Linked DNA regions of Oryctolagus cuniculus: region 1 is linked to region 2. Evidence: chromatin contacts called from public Hi-C data. All regions are on one chromosome and are shown on one strand. The core of a region is the stretch at or near the end of the contact, and the rest is flanking DNA. Distances in the headings are between cores, read along the strand shown.

Region 1 (4,453 bases), core at 1,641-4,140, 810 kb after region 2:
TTCGCAAACCCAAGGGTGATGCCTGGCATCGACTGGCACCCAAAAATGAATGCCTATGAGTTGAATCTGATTGTCCTCCATTCAATAAATAAGCAATGATCACCCACCAAACTCCACACTGTCTGCTATAGGTGGTCATCAGATTCCTTCGCCCTCCAAGAACCTACAGTCTAAGTCAGTGACTTGCTTTTGTCCCAGCAAACCTAAGTTTAAGCTGTTAAAAAACAGTCGGCCATGGGAACATTCTCAGGTAACTTTGAACTTGTGGCTGAATGGGATGCGTTCAGGCTGATGATGCCATTAGGAGCCTACTAGGTCTCTTTCCTCACACCACTAATCAGACATGGCATTGCTAAGCAGTCCCCTGAGGAGAAAGTGAAAGGCTGGAGAGAAAGCGAAGAGGCGTCAGTCCCAGGCCCTCCCTTACAGAAGACAACTGGGACCCAGAAGCCCGGACCTGTCTGAGTGGGCAATTCCAGTCTCCTTTCTGATTTTGGCCTTGCCCATCCACATTCTATAACGTTTTTCATACCAAGGTCATAGGTGACAGAGTTTTAAGCTCTATAAAACCTGGAAACATAACAATGAATAAAATCGTGCTACACGTAGTTACTTATACTCAAGAATATCACATCACCTTTTTAACGGAGTTGGGCTGCCACCTTGTGGTGCAAGTGCATAACTGTGTAGGTGATGCACAGTGTTTCTCCTCGTTGGGTAACTGAGTCAATATTCTTTCAAGATTCTTTTAGAAGCTTGTTTTAACCCTACCTTAGTACAGAAATTAATAATAAAATACCTACTGTATACCTTTTAAGGTTTTATTTCAAGTGGTTCCTATCTAAGTATCAGTTTAATTTATCAAAATGTGTTCAAGGCAAAATTTCCCTGATGCTCACCTGCACAAAAGGGGGGCCTTAGGGGCGGGAGGCATTGCCACTCTGCGGATTCAGCTATGCCTGACAACTCTTTCTCCTTCCTGCTTACTTTCTAACAACATAAAAGCAGCTGCAAGCTACGAACGTCACACCAAAAAGCAAGACTGCCCTAGAAGGATGAAAAGTGGGAGCATTTTAATAAGAAATAAGCCAGGAGGCTGAGTCAGAAAAAGGGGTGCAAAACACTGCATTCTCATATTCATTTCGGCCTGCAGAGAACTCTAAGTTACAGTTGTCTTCTCAGTGGATTTTTTTACATCCTTGGACTTGGTTTTTCAGTCATATGCAATTTATATGAAAAATACAGAATATATCAAATGTGACACAGATAAGAGAAGGCCTGCCATATGCCATTTCCCACAATGGCCCAGGCTGGTGCTCAGGAATGCACCTAATTCCATTTCAGATAAAGCTCAACTCCGGAGCTGCAGACAACGCCAAGCGGCCGACTGGCTGCCTCCCAGGTTCAAGTTTGGACTCTTTTGCTATTTCTGACATCTCAGTTGCACTGGAAGTTAACAGAACATTTTATGCATTTAATTTGTAAAGACAGAGTTATAGCTTTTGTACCAGGGATACTTCAGAAAGTTTATGGAAAATGGAACTAAACAGTTTGGATGCAAAAGGAAAAAAAAATGTGAAATCCACACAAACAGTTTTTCTCATAGTGTGCATTTTCCATCAATTATTTGAAGATCCTTCATATACAGTAAGTCAAAAGCCGAGATGCAATTGGAACTATTCTGCCCCAAGCAAAAACTGGTCAGATTAGATTAAAAAAATCTACAAAAAGTAGGTGAAATGCTGGTGGTAACAGGAAAACAGTTTGACAGGAGAGGAAGTTCAAGGAAGGTGGAAGAAGCAAGAACATCCCAAAGTGGAAATTGACTTCCGCTACATTAGCGCCGTCCGGTTGCCCAGGGGCCCCGAATGCCCAGGCCCGGTGCTCAGTGAAAGTCTCCCAACGTAGTGAGCGACAAGCAAGGGTGTGCAGTGAGAAAGGGAAGAGCGGAAGTCAGACAGCGCAGACAGCACACACAGGCGGGCTTCCCATCCGGGGTAATGACTTCTTGGTTGTGTGTTTACACCTACATGACACAGGAAGAACAAGCACATTGGAAGGAGAGATAAGTTAGAAAGTCTAGAGACGAACGCTGCGATTCACGGGGCACAAATGCAGAAAAGCACTTTCACTGCACTCGCGGCACCTGAGGCTGGTTCACGACACGACGTGATGGGTGCTGGGTGCTAACAAAGTGGTTGACAATACCTTCTCCACCGCATCGGGGATCTCCTGGCCAGTTCCCACACCCTGGGTCCCGCCGTCCTCATCCCAACAGCCTCTTCCTTCTGCCCCCTCTGGGCCAAGCGCTGCAAGCACAGCATTGAGACAGAAATAAAAAAGATGACATCAGTCAGCAGCCAGCCACTGGGTCCCCCACACAGCTGACAAAGCAATGCCGCCTGGAATCATGCCCGTGGCGTCCTCTCCTCGGAGGTGTCCCCACCCACGTGGGGCTCACATGCTGTCAGCCCAGAGACCCACCCCACACAGCCCGGGTCCGTTCCACGTCTCGCTTGCACTGAGGGAGCCACGCGCTGTTGGGGGCATACAGAGTGCACCACAGGGCTCCTGTTCAGTGATGGGGAAGAGCCTCGTGGGGAGGGTGGGTAGAGCTGAAGCATGCTCTCTTGGCAGTGCGCCTCGGTGGCCAGTCTGAGAGCAACGGATGAGAAAGGAGGCTCAGATGGAGGAGTACAGGGCAGGATGCACCCTCCAAGAGGGCTGGAGGTGGCTGATGGCAGCTCTCTAGGACGCCAGGGGCCACTTCAAAGGGCATCAGTCGGATACCTCGGTCCGTTTGTACCCCCTGCGTGGCCACACCTCCCCAGAAGTGGTTTCGCCACTGCTACTCTTCCCAACTCTGAGAGAGAAGCCAAAGGCCCTCCCCATGTCCTCCTCCCCATCCAGGGCCGGGCGGGCCAAGTGGAGGCAGGGGATGGCCCGTGGACGGGTCCTCTGTCCCTGCCCTGCTGGCAGGTTCAGGCAGGCACGAGAGGCTCCAGGTAGCCCAGCTCTTCCCGGGAGGCAGCAAACACTCATCCATCTGCTCGAGCGTCTCGGGGACCACAAACAGAAGGCTCCACTGGGGTTATGACCTCAGCAGACCAGGGCCTGACTCAGAACCAAGCCTGCAGTCACAGATGTGCGGGTAGCGCCCTCAGCAACTAACTCTACAATCCAGCTCTGGGGGCCCCGGGCTCTAACTCAGCCCACATTGAACAGGCCTGCGGGTCACGAGATTACGAGACCCCACTCCCCTGCCCAGTGCCTCTACCCAAAGCCGGACCGCTCGGTACAGAGCCTCTCAGCGGCTCCAGCAGTGCCGCGGGGTCCTTTTGCAACTCTCCCAAGTCTTGGGGAGATATGACTACACAGGGGAGAACTGCCATGGCCCTGCAGGAAGGGCGGCTGGGCCGCCACGCGCTCGGAGCAGCTGCAGGGCAGACAGGCCTCCCCAGCTGTCCCCTGGGGTGAGGCCGAGCGTGGCAGAGCCCAGGCGGTATTTTTAGACGGCCTTTTCTCTGTGGCATAATGAGGCTCCTCTCTTAAAAGGAAGTCACCCAGGGCAGTACACCTCCGCTGGGTCACAATGAAAAACATATGTGCGCATTCTGGAAATAGAAACTCAGGAGTAGATAAAGCCCAACTTGAACAGGGAAAATAATCATTGGTGCTGGTAAATAAAAAAAAAAAAAAGAAACCTTACAATTAAAAAGCTATGCTGTTTCCATTTATCTTAATTAACCAAGTTATTCTGTGTTAGTCAGTCCTAAGAAAACTCAATCCTCTAATCTCTGGCTATGAAAGATATTTTCTCTCGTGCATATAAGACCTTGTGGGAGTAAGGTTACCATCCACCCATGAAGAAGCATGAATTCTATGCTTGTACCTCGGAAACTTTATGGAATTAAGCATTTAGCTAAATATGCATGTAGTAGTATGATCAGGTTCAGAGCAGCTAATTCTCTAGATTCTGTTTTTATGTTGAAATGGTGTTTTAATAAATGCATTCTGACCTGAATTAAAAGTATGATGATGCAGGTTAACAATCCTTTGGCACTTGTGTGTGTGTGTGTGTGTGTGTGTGTGAGAGAGAGAGAGAGAGAGAGAGAGGATCCATGTGTTTCCACTTCCTGAGTCATGCTTTCTTGGTTAATGAACATGAGATGAAATTGAAGAGTTTTGTGCACTAATGCAAAGACCCTTTTTTTAAAAAAATCAAACAAGTGTAAAAGTCCTCTCACAACTGCATTCCTTCCGTCACATCAGAAGTGAGGCAGGGGTCTGAGGAAGGACCGCGCGTGGCTGACCACACCACAGCCACTCCGCACGCTCCGTGCCTGCAGCCGCAGCGTCAGGACGGTGCCTGCAGGGTGTGGATTTGTGGCCAGCATGGCGAGGCTCTGATCGTTTTCTGATTTGAAAAAATACACCAAGTCCCCACCCCCTA
Region 2 (4,276 bases), core at 1,015-3,514:
GGCAACAGAAACAGAAGACCTGTCCCTAGCATCGCAGCTTCCTTGGGGCAAAATCCCCAGCCAACCAAGTGAGCCATGGACATACTCCATTGCATCAGGGTCATTTAGATCCGGTTCCATATAGTTTCAGTAAGTGACTGAAGTAAGAAGTAGTTTTCCTTAATTAAAAAAAAAAAAGTGCTGATTCTTAACCTACAGGCTCCTTCCCCCAAATGGAAGGCATTAACAGTTGTTCTTCAAAGCCAACATGCTTGCTTTTGACCCACAGCCGAGATAGACAGACAGAGCCTGCCTAGGAGGTGCACTGGAATCTGCCTCAATCACCTTCCCCTACATCTTGCCACAGGCTACAGAAACCTGCCTGAAAAAGACCTACCTGCAATACTGCACATTTCCCCTCCCATCTCTTCAGCACCCATCTCTGGCGGCGGCAGCGTGTCCACCCAAAGCCCCCATTAGGAACCGGCCCTCCCGGCTCCCCTCTCCACTCTACCGCTCCCAGGCGCTCTGCACGTGGTTCTTCAGGGGACTCCATCTGGCCATCTCTGACTTGGTGGAAGTCTCCAGCAGAGGCTGTGCATAACCAAATGTAACGTGAAACTTTTTTTTTTTCCTAAGGCTTGTGGTGAGGCTGACTAGTTAATGCTAGCAAAGGACTTCAGAGGGCACTGTCTGTCTTCGCAAGGAGCGCGGTTTCTCAGCCAGACTTCCAGGAGCTAATGCGGGCGGAGGCGAGTAGGATTAGAGGAAGCGACCCACAGTCCTGGACTGCAGAGGCCTCCGGACTGTTGAAAGCGCCAGGGGCAGCATCCTTGGCCATGGGAAACCATTTCCGCAGCCGGTGTTTTACACACAGCTTGCAGCGGTGGAAGCGGAGGGGGAAGGAAGGGGTGAACGCGGCAGTGCGGCGCTCACCCTGGAGTGGGGACCAAGCGCGGCACACCTTCCTCGGTCTCAGTCTTCTCACCTGTGAAACGGGAGGGGGATGGGTTGGGCCAGGAATCTATGCAGGTCGTCCCAGACCTTATTATTCCAATACTTTATTCCCAGTGGCAAGGCAAGCACTTAACGCAAAAAGAAAACAGGATTCAATAAAAAGGCATCGCCGCAGGAAGCTACTTTGTGCCGTGCCTTTCCCTCCTGGCACGCGGGGCATTAAATGCGTGCCCGAGCCACTTCTCTACTGAACGCCATCCAAGCACCACCAGCCCACAAAAAAAAAAAAACAGAAGGGGCCTGGTCGGACAGAGGGAATGGAGGCTTTAACGCTACGGAGAGGAGCTGGCGTGGTAGCTCCTTTGAGTTGGCTTTGAATCAAGCGGCCACAGCGATTGGCTGCCTAGCACGTGGTGCGCGCCCCCGCGGGACAGAGCCCGGACCGCTGCAGCTCCTGCCAGGCGTGGAGCAGAGTCCGGCTGCGAGCGCCGCACCCGTCCGGAGTGAGGAAGGAAGACAACGGGAAAGCGCCCGGGGCTCGAGTCTGGCCGCGTGCCAGCGAGAAACCCCTAGTCCCAGCTTGCAAGACTCGCATAGTGCCCAGAGTGTGCAGACTGCAGCGCCTTCCCTTGTCATTGTGCCCCCTCCGATTGTCCTACCCATGCGCGCTGGTTGTGCGCGCCCAGGGCGCGTGCCGCGGACACCCACTCGCCCCGGCCAGCCTGTCCTGAGCATCTCGTGGGCGCTGGCAGCCCGGGGCGCGCTCCCCTGCGGAGGGTCGCTCAGTTCCCAGGGGATCCATTCAGCAGTCTGGTCCTGAGAGACAGACACTTCGACCCCGGAAACTTGTTTTATTCGCGGCCCTCGAAAGCTGCAGCTGCCAAAGGCTGAGAGCGCGTCCGCTTTGTTTCCCTGCACCGCCCGCAGCCCCCTCCCTGGCTTCCTCTCCCGGTTAACTCCCCCGACACACTCTTCCCCTGCTCCTCGTCTCCTCCCCCCTTCCTCCCTCCCTCCTCCGCCTCCTCCTCCTTCTCCCTCCTCCTCCGTACGCCGCGCTAATGTGCTTCCTCCCCCCCCCCCCAAGCCCCATGTCAGTCTCGGCACTCGCGCCCCCCCCTCCTTCTCTCCACCCCTCCCCGCCGCGCCGTTTATAGCCCGGCTCGCGGTGGCCGGGCGCAGACTCTCGGCCCGGGAGAGAGAGGGAGGCGGCGGCGGCGGCGCGGTGGTGGCGCTGTGGAGACCAGGTCTAGACGCCAGGCGGCCGCCCGGCGCAAGGCGCTTTCTGGCTCCCTCCCCCAGTGCACAGCCCGCCTCCTTCCGCGGTGCCTGCAGCCGCAGGCTCGCTCTGCCCTCCCAAGACTCGCTCCGGGAGACGCTGCGCGCGGGTCCTGGGCACAGGGTCCGCGGCCTGAGACCGTGAGGCCGAGGCGAGCCGCCAGCGGTAGCCGGCCTCCGGCGCGGTTCTCTCCCCGGCGGGCGCCCCATGCGCGATCGCTTCTCCCGGGTAGTCGCCACCGCCGCTTCCCGGGACTGAGACGCCCGCTTCGTCGGCTCCCCGCCCGTGACCGAGGCTAGCACTCAGCCGGTCGTGCTCCAGGCAGTCGCCAGCGCTGTAAGTTTCCTCCACTGCCTGGGACCTGTTGCGGGTGCCGCCCGGCCTGCGGGGGGTGTGTTCGCGAGGGGTGAGGACGCGCCGGGCCTCTGGGCTCCCGGCGTGGGCTGGGGGAGCTGTTCCCGATGCCCGCCGCTGCCTCTACCACAGCAAGCCGGAGCAGGGCATCGCCGGAGGGGCCGGCCGGCTTCCTCTCCGCGGCGTGAAACTCCGGCGAGCCGCGGGGGGAATCGCGGAGCCTAGCCAGGGATAAGATCAGTCTCGCTGTCTGCGGCCTCCAGGGCTCAGCACGAGGGCTGGTTTGCCCACGTTGCGCCCTACCGGTCTCGGGGGAGAGCTGGAACCAGACACCCCTAGTGCGAGCGCGTTCACGGGCGCGGTGGGGGGGGGGGTAGAAATGTCTGCAGGAAATGAATGAAAACTGGTTTCTGCAAAACTAGTGTTTTTCCTGTGCGAGCAGTCGGCTTTTGGTGTTCCCTTACCAGGTTCAAAGGATAGGAATCGGTGGGCGGGGTAGAGATGAAACATTGAACTTGTTAGGCTTGGAGTTTGGCGTTGCCCTCACGGGCTTGGCCGGCGAGTTAAGTAGCCTTTCGACTATTACAGAGGATTATATGGCGAAAGCTGTGTGTGTGAACAAGATTTTTATAATGTTGACCCATTGTTAGCAATGACGCAGAAGTCCGAGAAAAATCTGCCCGCTTTCTCCTTTGATTGGGTCGAGATCAGGTTGAAAATCTGGAGAGCCTGCTGGCGTGTGGGAGACAGGGAGCCTGCATAAGCACTGCGTGAACCGAGCGTACTGTAACTAGAAGCCCTTTTGATGTTCACAGTAATAGCAGCCCTTTTCTGCCTTTGTAGACGCAGGTTAAGTATATGTGTGCGTGTCGTCGCCACTCACTTGGTATGCAAATATGTCTCTGGGGGCTTTAAAAAATGCTGCAAGGATGATTCCTTTTTTGATGAAGGTGTATTTAGTGGCTTCAGTCCTGTCTCCTGATATGTTCATGTTTGCATAATTCTAAACCAGAAAGCAAGTCATTTCCCCTGAGCCTTCGCGTTTATGTTTTATTTTAATCATACATTCCTGCCAGAATGTTAAGATTCTGACTGTGGTATGCTTTTCCATCTGGATGGTATCCAAGATGACAGGCTAGTGTCTTGCCTCTGGCTCTCTGGGCCAACCTGGAAGACAGGAGCAGAGCCCGGAGATGCAGATCCTGTATCCTGAGGTCTTTTAAGCAAACTGTTTTCTGAAATGCAAACTGAATTGTAACTGTTGTGTACACCGGGAGTCTAATATGCAGGAAAACCCTTGGTGGTCCAGCGTGAGTCCATGGCACTGGGCTCCCTTCTTTAGCTGGCTACACAGGAGTGTTTAGATCATCTTGTGAGGTTTAGGCTCGCAGTGTTCCTCAGAATATTCCAAGCTGAAAGTAAGTAATTCAAGTGACAGCTGCAGGAGTGGTGGATCATCAGGGATGCTAATATGTGCTATAATACTTTGGGTACCTGGTGCATTCACAGAGGTTCAGGTGGGTTCTTCTGCAGTGCATTAAAATGGACTAGACAGTGGGGCTTAGCCTGAAGTGGGAGTAACCCTTGGCTGCTTGTCATTTTTCCTAAGCTTTCTCACTGTGGAGGCTTCTGGTTCTTTGTAAAGAAAGTCTTCCCTCCCTGGCTACTGGAGGACTCTTGGACTCTTGTTACTTTCTTCCACTAAGCCCT

The links. A called contact is a pair of places that touch in the nucleus more often than the background predicts.
Region 1: a Hi-C map of skin fibroblasts shows a contact between it and region 2, with 6 times the contacts expected there. The contact joins the enhancer-like site here to the promoter of ENC1 in region 2. A contact is called at or near these places in 5 of 6 Hi-C or Micro-C datasets (ear pinna, embryonic fibroblasts, psoas muscle and 2 more).

What each region holds. Positions count from the first base shown.
Region 1 is chr14:37,083,926-37,088,378 of mOryCun1.1, forward strand. ARHGEF28 (Rho guanine nucleotide exchange factor 28) reads right to left here. Exons shown (of 29, transcript XM_017350622.3): 24 at 2,209-2,309. Among named protein-coding and RNA genes, the nearest start is that of ARHGEF28, 100 kb to the right of the region's middle. Within about 2 kb of position 2,891, at least 1 of the 8 cell types and tissues checked has an H3K27ac peak or open chromatin away from gene starts, as enhancers often do.
Region 2 is chr14:36,275,176-36,279,451 of mOryCun1.1, forward strand. ENC1 (ectodermal-neural cortex 1) reads left to right here and starts at 2,265. Exons shown (of 3, transcript XM_002721113.5): 1 at 2,265-2,548.